Linked DNA regions of Rattus norvegicus: region 2 is linked to region 1. A link is a contact called in public Hi-C data. All regions are on one chromosome and are shown on one strand. Each heading gives the region's core, a stretch centred on a gene start, on an enhancer-like site or on the middle of the called end of the contact. The rest is flanking DNA. Distances are from core to core; before and after follow the strand shown. Region 1 holds the start of Phf21b (PHD finger protein 21B). Region 2 holds the start of Nup50 (nucleoporin 50).

Region 1 (4,462 bases), core at 992-3,491:
GGAGACAAGCAGGGCTACACAATGGATAGCAATCCAACCTCTCTACTAAGTAAGTCAACGTGGTGAGAAGTGGGCGAGGTGCTGAGGGGTCTGGAGTATTTGTGTCTGGTGTGATAGATTCCCATGTTGCATAGAAGTGAAGTTGGGAGGTGTAGAGAAACTTGTCTGATGTTGTCCAGGGTAGAGTCCAGCCTGGGCTCCCAGTATCTCTCATGAGTAAGCACTGCTTGGTTTGCCTCCAGAGAGGGTGACAGGAGTTTTCTTGTGGACACTGGGGGAGGGTATCTCAGAAAAGACATTTGAAGTGGATCTGGAAGACAAGGGTTTGTAAAATGGGGAATGAGGGACAGAATATTCTAGAGAACACTGGTCAGGTGAAGGGAGGAAAGCCTGGTGTTCAGAAGCCTGTAGGAGCTCAGGATAACCTCCATGTTTGCTTACAAGAACACCTGCTCCCAGCTGCTCAGGAAGCTGAGGCAAGGGGGACCAAAGTCCAGAGTCTCCAAAGCAGTTGGCTGGGGGACATAACTCAGTGGTAGAGCATTTGTTTAGAATCAGCCAGGCCCTGGGTTTGATCCGTGGTTGCTGACTTTGCCTTTCTTGCGATGACAGAGAGCTCTGTTTGTGCCATGACCCAGGAAGTAGGTGACATGTTGATCATTACTGAAGCCTGAATCCATCCACAGTGGGCAAAATTACAAAACACGCTGGGCCATCACCATCCGACTGCACATCTCCTTCAGTGCGCATCTGCTAGAGTTTGTGCTAGCCAAAGACAACCAGAAAGTCTATCCTGTTATGGGAGGACCACATGGCCAGGAAGATAACCCTGAGTTTTTGCCAAAAAGCCAATGACATTTACAGAAATCACAGGAGGGAGCCTCTTGGCTAGCACATGCCCCTCCTGGTTCTCCAAACACCAGTCCCCAACTAAGCTCCAGTCCTCCCTAGCAGAAGACCATGAGTGGAGCTTCAAGCGTGGCTCGTGTACAGAGGCTTGCCTAGTATGCTCTAGTCCCTGGAGCTACAAACTACAAAGGGGGGGGGGGGGAGAGAGAGAGAGAGAGAGAGAGAGAGAGAGAGAGAGAGAGAGAGAGAGAGAGATACAGAGACAGAGACATTGTCTTGAATTGAGTCTAACCCAGAAGTGGGAGGAATCAGTCCAGTCAACCGGTTAGATCATTGTCATGTTATCTTTGTCGATTGTCATCAATACTGCATATAACCCTAACAACACTGGTGTTCTGGGGTGTGTGTGTGTGTGTGTGTGTGTGTGTGTGTGTGTGTGTGTGTTTTCTGCTGAGGGGTTAAGGAAATATGTAAACTGTTAGCATCCATCGAAGGGATATTTCTGACTGGTAGGGATATTTCTGACTAGTGTGCCTGCATTTTCTTTCCTTTCCTTCCTTCCTCCTTTTCTTGTGACCCACAGAAAGAGTTGGTTGAGTCGCTGTCAATTCAGGGTTACTCTGACACGGAGGCCCCCTTTCCCTTGCCTCTTTGAAATACACTAGTGTGCTTGCTCCCAGCAGGGCACAAAGCCCCGACATTAATTGATGAGGACAGGAAACTCCGCCGCAGTAATCTCGACTCCGAGACGTTGACCCCGGCCCCGGGACTGGGAATTCTGAAATGTCATCTCCGCAGCTGTAGTTATGTTTGCTTTATGTCACACTGACCTGTCGTGTTTACGATTTTTAACAACTGTCTGGGAAAAAAAAAGGCAAGTGACATCTGTTGAGAGTTTAATTGTGAGTGTAAAAAAATCATTAAAGGACCAGTCAAGAGATCAGTTTTCATACTGTTTAAACACCACAGCGGCCATTAGGCACTGGGACTCTGGCGACAGGACTGATTTAGTCTCCGACTCGCAGCGCTCGGCGCTGCGGGAGAGAACCGGGTGATTTAAATAAAACCGGAGAGCGAGGCGAGAAGGGGAAGTAGAGGAGGGAGGAGGTGCAAGAAGCAGGAGGGGGGCATCTCAGTTTGCTGCGAGAAGTGTCGCTCCGGGAGTGAGGCTGTGAAAGCATTCCCAGCTCTCCCTGCTCTCGGCTACGCGTCGAGGAGATCGCTCGGGCGCTCGGCTCTTAGAGCCGCGACTTTGCGCTCCGCTCAGCCGCCACTTTTGTTCCCCGAGCCGGGTCGCCGGGCCGAGCGCAATGCGCACGCGCGGGCGGGGCGGGGCGGGCGGCGGGTTCCCGGCACCGCCCCCTGCCGCCCCGGCCCGCTCCATCCGGGCACTGCCGAATTAGCATCGTGCCGAGGCACAACTTTACCGCGGCCCCAGCGAGATCCAGGCGCGCGCGCCGGAGGAAATATAGTCCCTGCCGGCGGTCAGCTGGCGCGGGCGGCGCCAGGGCGCGCGCTGGGGGGCTGCGCGGGGCTCCCGGCGCCGGGGGGCCATGCGCCGGGCGGCGCAGGCAGCCCGGGCACCCGGCGCAACTTAGCGGCAGCCGGAAGAGTTGGGCGCCAGCTCGCCTTTCTTCCCTCTCGTCAGCCTCCTTTCCTATCGGCGCTGCAGGAGGGGACTCGTGTCTCTCAGTGCCCGGGACGCCGGATCCGAGTTCTCCCGGTCTGGTTCCCGCCGAGCCGCACAACTTCCTGCGAGCTCCGGCCAAAGTGAGCTCAAAGTGCTGCCCAAGTTGCGGCGATGGAGCTGCAAAGCCGGTCCGAGGCGCTCGCAGTGGAACTCGCGCGCCACCAGGTAGGTGGTCCGGGAACCTGGGCTGGGGAGCAGTAGTGGTCCGGGCAGTGGAAGCTGGAGGGACCCAAGCCCCATATCTAACTCTTGGTCTCAGAGGTGCTGGAAACAGGCCCCTTCCCGGAGCATGTCCCGGGGCTGGGATGTAACCCTTGGGTCTCCCTCTCCCTCTCGCTCCCGTGCGATCCAGCACTGTTTGCAGATTCAGGGTTCGTGGGACCCCAGCGTGGCGTCTTCTCTGCGGTTGCCCGGTTTGCACAACTCGGGCACCCGGAAAGGGGACCCTCCTAGAGCTTCCCAGGGAACAGGATGCATGGACAGGCCCGTTCCTAGCCTCCTGCTCCGGGCCCAACCCGGCACCTACCCTCGCTGTTAGCAAAAGTAGTTTGGTGATTGTGAGTCGGGCGAGAGGCGGCCGGTGCCCGAGCGGTATTGCGGCGTGCGCGTGTGTGTGTGTTGGGGAGATTAGGACGCGACTTGAATATTTATGAGCTTTGCTCGACACGGACTCGCCGTGTTTACTTGGCTCTTTGTTCGTCCCCCCTCCCCCGGCACACACTCTTACACTCACTCGCACCCGCACCCCGGCCTGCAAACTTGCACGGCTCGGGGCGCGCCGCCGGGTGGCCTCGGCCCCCGCCCCGCCCCGGGAGCTGCCCCAATGAGGCGGCAGCCACAGGTAAGCTGCTCCGCGCGACATTGCACGGTGGCCCGAGTGAGGGAAGCGGCCCTGGAAAGTTGGGGCGCGCTTCGGTTGGCCTGGTCCGCCAGGCATTGGGTGGTGGGGATGCGGGGCTCGGGGCTCGCCTGCCACCCACTCCCCGGGGCGGCCAGGCTGAGCCGGTTCCTCTGTGTCTCCGTAGAACGGCGACCTCAAGAAGCAGCTCCACGAAAGGCAGCCACGGATCGCAGCGCTCAGCGACAAACAAGTAAGGAGGGGGCTTATCCCCCACAGGGAACCAGGGTCCAGGGAGGGTCGCCGGGCACTTTGGCAGCACCCTAAAAAGTGCCCGTGCGGTCGCCGCACGCTCCGACTCCCGTGGGGTTATGGCAGCAGTCCTCAAAGTTGCCATCCTCCCTTTCTTGATAGAAAGAGCTGTTTGTGGTGGCTGAGGGGAGCGTGAGCGCGAGGCTCCGGCGGCCGGCCAAAGATCTGCGCCGTACCTCCGAGACGCCGGCTGCCCGGCGTCCATCTTGAGCGGTGGACATGTTTTGGGAACGTGGACATTCCCCGGCCTCGGCATTCCCTGATCCCTGCTGCGGTGGGAGGGGGACACAAGGGGGCGGTAATTCGGGCCTGCACCCCAAACTCCTTGGAAGCCATTTCCGCGTGGTACTGCCGACCAGGTTTGGTGACCCTTCTAGCTTGCCCCTTCCCGGCTATCCCGCCGGCCTCACTTTTTATTCTCGGAATCTGACGCCAGCTCCCGGGGAACAAAAGAAAGGCGCCCCCGGGACCCCCAGTTCTGCCCTAACTTGAGTGCCTATGCCTAGAAGGGGATGTGGGGACCCGCGAGGACCTCCAGCCATGGGGGTGCGCGCCCGCCGCCCCCACGGTGAAGAAAAGTTGTCCATTGTGAGTTAGTTGCGCTGAGCTCAGCGCTCCGGGTTTCAGCACCACGAACAGATGCCGCCGCCGGAGCCCGGCCGGCTGCGCGCCCCCGAGCCCCTCCCCCTCTGCGCGCGCCCCCTCCCCTGCGCGCCGCCGGCCGAGAACTTTGAGCTGTACAGCCAATGGTGCACCCGGGTCTCCGAGGCGGC
Region 2 (4,081 bases), core at 1,046-3,545, 64 kb before region 1:
GCAGCTGAAGCAGCAGGGATACTTGCCCAGGCTGGCAGTAGGTACTCCTTCCTGATTCTTTCTCCGTTCATTTACCCTCAGCACAGCATCCCACCAGAGTAGGCCTGGAACAGTCACTAACTACAAACTTACCCAAAACTTAACCACAGCAGATTAGCAACTATAGAGTAAGTTTCAAACCAGTAAATTCCAAAGCCCTGCAAAATCTGATGTGCGGGGTGGGTGGGAGTGTGGGGAGTGAGAGAGTGAGAGACAGACAGAGAGACAGAGACAGAGACAGAGACAGAGAGAGAGAGAGAGAGAGAGAGAGAGAGAGAGGAGTGAGTTTGTGAGTGAGTGTGCGTGTATGTTGTGCCCAGCTTTTGATATTGATACATCCCAACCTTTTACATTTTTCTCTTATAGGCATTTTTTTATTACAAAATGATTTTTAAATCGAAGATTCTAAAATATATAGCATGAATTTTAATAAATACCAGTAACTGGGAACCCTCTCTTTATAACTCCTCCCCGAAACGCTGCAAAATTAATATTATCAGAAATAGCATTCTTTACAGAACTGTTCACAGGTAAGGTCTCTGGATCGCTAGGGAAACTTTTCTAATCATTACCTAACATCACCACCAGAGGGCAAAAGGGGCAAGCAGTGACCTGGTTAGATGTACTGTTTTAAGATGTGGACAAAAGGAACGGTGGAAAACCAAATGGTACTATGTGAAATTTTAACATCCAGCTTAGACTTGAAACTAGAGAGCAGACTGTACCTGACAGACTAACTGCCATTTCACACCTACTCAGATAAACCAGAGGGCAGGGATTTTGGTTCTGTTTCGTGATGACTCCAAAATTTTCCAAACATATCTGGCTCATAGATGACAATCTGTTGTTGAATCAGTTGTCTGAGGCATTACTTATTTGAGAAAATACAAGATACTAGTGCTAGCTTCCAGGACAAGCTGAGAGATCCTGGGCAAATGAGTTTGGTGAATGATTATGTGTGGGGCAGAGGGAGTGCTATGAAAACTTAAAGAAGGCATCGCCTAGAACAGTGGCTAAAACAGAGACGTGTCTTGTCAAAATAATAACCAGAAAAAATATATATATACTATTTTTACCCCCATACTCAGAAGTTGTAGAGTGGGAAAACAAAGTAACTCGAACTACAGGCTAAACTTTTAAAACACATTTCACCAACCTGGGTGATGGCAAAGTGAGGCTGAGGCAGGATGACAGTTTGAGGCCAATCTAAGCCACAGGACAAGTTTAAGGACAGCACAGGAGATACACACTTAAAAGAACATCAAACACCTTATTCCACATTCCATAGTTAATTTTCCTCTTTTGAAAGGAAAAAATTTTTCTTTTATTTTTTTCTTTTAGAGCTGTGGGGACAGGATCCAGGGTCTTGTACGTGCTAGAGAAACCTACCAATGTGTTACCGGGAAATTTAATTCCCATAACAAATGAGTTACACCAGCTGCCCGGAAGAGTTTGCCAAATGTCAGCGTCTGTGGGTAAAATGGCTCCATGAAATGCTTTCATGATATGAAGCTAGGAAGTTGCCAGTGGGGGAAAATACATTATTCACGAACGGCCGCTTCGGGTAATGTGCACACCAGGTACAACCCTGCTGTCAGAGATGAATTTCACACGAAAACACTAGGAGCCGATCGAGATCACTATAACGCCCCGGAAAGCCCAAACTTCAAAACTTGCTTTGGACGGACCCGGGTGACCAACGGCCTAGGAATACCGTGAGTGCATGCACCGGGCCCAGTCGGGAGACAAGTGAGAGATGAAGGCCAACCATGGAGGCCCTGCCGCCGCCGCCGCCTACCTCCGCCCGGGTCGAGGCCCGCGCCTAGCCGAGCCCTCCAGTGGCCAGGCGGCTCGCCCGGCAGGCCTGGCCCGGCCTGGCTTCACAAACAGCCCGCCGCGTCGCCAAGACCGCCGCCGCCCCGCCCTCCCGGCCTGCCCGGTCCTCACCTCCTAGACGGCCGCCGCAGATCACGCTGAGTTCCGGCGCCGCGGAGAGCAGGGCCGAGGCGGCGGTCGCGGCCGCTGGGAGATTCCGGTGCGTTGAGCGCCTTCAAGGACTTCGTGATCAGCAGGAGTCGGGAGCCGCGTGTCTCTGAGTCCGAAACTGAGGAGAAGAGACATCCGCTCAGCCTGAAGCTGCTACTGAACGCTGAAGAGAGCGCTCGGGGCCGCCATTTTGCAACTCGAATATACCCCTCAGAACCAATCGGAGAAAAAAAAGGGAGGAGGCAAGCAACGCCCTCATCCAGCTACTGCGCAAGCGCGTCGGAGCTCACCCGCCCGGACCTCTTCCTGCGGGCTGCTGGGTGTCACGCGACGCATGCGCAAGCCCGCCCTGGAAACAGTTGCTGGGAGGAACGTCGGATCTCGCGCGTGCGCGAAAGGGAGTGCGGGCTGCCGGCCTAGAGCCAACGCCACTGTCTGCGCGGGTTAAGCACGTTGGTCACGTGTCGACCGCCATCCCGGTTTGAGGAAGTTCGCGCGCCAATCGCTGCTGAGACACTGGCGGGAGGAGTTGTGGTCACTGACTTTGGAGGACTCCGATAGTGTGGTGGGTGGCTGAGGAGGCAGGCCGTGAATCTGAGGGAGCACGAGGCGTGTGCAACGTGATTCTCACGTGGATGGGCCTTAGGGAGGGTGGATCTCAGCCTGCGGCTTGGAAGCTTATGGTGACTCTTCCGGATATGGGGCTGGAGAGCCCTGAGGGACGGACCCAAGAGTCATCCACCCCAATTGCTGCCTTGTGATAGACGTCCACAGATTTCCTCGTTGGGAGCTGTAAAGGTGAATTAAATTTGCCCAAGGCTGCACGGCCAGTTAGGGCCCACAGGAGATGAAGTCCCCGGAGGGATTCTTCACTGCGGGATGAACCACCTGCGTCCTGGATCAGGACTCGCGTTTTTTATGCTTTTGGCTGACTACAGCATTATCAAGCGGTTCAGTTGTTAAAAGAGGGATTCCGGTTGGGTTCACATTCTTCTGATTGTGAACCAGAATGTCAGACCCATCTTTAGCCATCTAGAAACTGCTCTCAGAGAAACTAGCATTTCTAGAGCAATAGTTCCTAACTCTTGGGAAAGGGGAAAAGGGGTTCCAAGGAGAAATCAAATCCCTTATTTTCAGGGTGTTTTATCTGTCAATCGACAAGAACTACAAAAGGAGACTGGCTGGCACAGTGGTAGACTACTTGCCTAGCACATGGAGAGACCTAAATTCAGTCCCCAGATCCAGCAGAGTGAAAGAAAAAACCGGATTGCATTTAATTCATTTGTTCTGAATTCAACTGACTGCCAATTAAGTGTATTCTGAAAAATTGTGTTAAACATGCAGATATTTTTCTTGTCCTTCTCTACACATTTCAACTAACTAACATCATATTTGGTAATATACTCCAGAGATAATTTAAGTATCTGAAATCAGTCAGGTCATGGGGGTTTCCAACTAAAGTCACAGTTACTGGAAGGCTGAGGCAAGAGGATCAACCCAGGCCAGCCAGAGTAACAAGAAGATTCTCTCTCATTAATACAGACCAGACCTACAATCATAGCTATTCAGACAGTTGAGGCAGGAGGATCAAAATTTTAAGGCCTATCTGGGCCTCAGATAAAATGATGCTGAGCATGCCTGAGCAACTTAGACCTTCTTTAAAAAACAAAATACAAAAATGGCTGTGCATAGTCCCAGTACTTGAGAGTAAGAGGCAGATCTCTGAATTCCAGGCTGGCTTGATCTCCGTAGTTCCAGGACAGCCAGCACCACATATTGAGACCCTGAATCAAAAAAACAAAAAACAAAACAAAAAAACCACAACCAAATAAAACTCAGAAAGGATTAGCGATGTAGTTCAGAGGTATTTGCCTAGCAGCCATGAGGCCCTAAAGCCCTAGTACTGCAAAACAAAAACTAAGTAAACTGAAAGTAACCCACCCCTGTGATTCCACTACTCAGTATTAAGGAACAAAAACCTAGCTGAAAGCTGGATTCACTGGAGTGAGATGTCAGTGTGAAACCTGCCTGCATTCTTTCAGGTTATAGGCAGTTT

Evidence for each region. Hi-C and Micro-C count contacts between places; a contact is called where the count stands out from the background.
Region 2: a contact with region 1 is called in a Hi-C map of prefrontal cortex, with 2.1 times the contacts expected there. The contact joins the promoter of Nup50 here to the promoter of Phf21b in region 1. A contact is called at or near these places in 4 of 12 Hi-C or Micro-C datasets (frontal cortex, liver, mammary epithelial cells and 1 more) and 1 of 1 datasets of contacts at active chromatin or transcription factors (oligodendrocytes).

Annotation. Positions count from the first base shown.
Region 1 is chr7:117,861,920-117,866,381 of GRCr8, reverse strand. It overlaps Phf21b (PHD finger protein 21B), which reads left to right and starts at 2,241. Exons shown (of 13, transcript NM_001130680.1): 1 at 2,241-2,704; 2 at 3,565-3,630. The coding sequence starts at 2,651.
Region 2 is chr7:117,926,096-117,930,176 of GRCr8, reverse strand. Nup50 (nucleoporin 50) reads right to left here and starts at 2,295. Exons shown (of 8, transcript NM_012991.2): 1 at 1,987-2,295.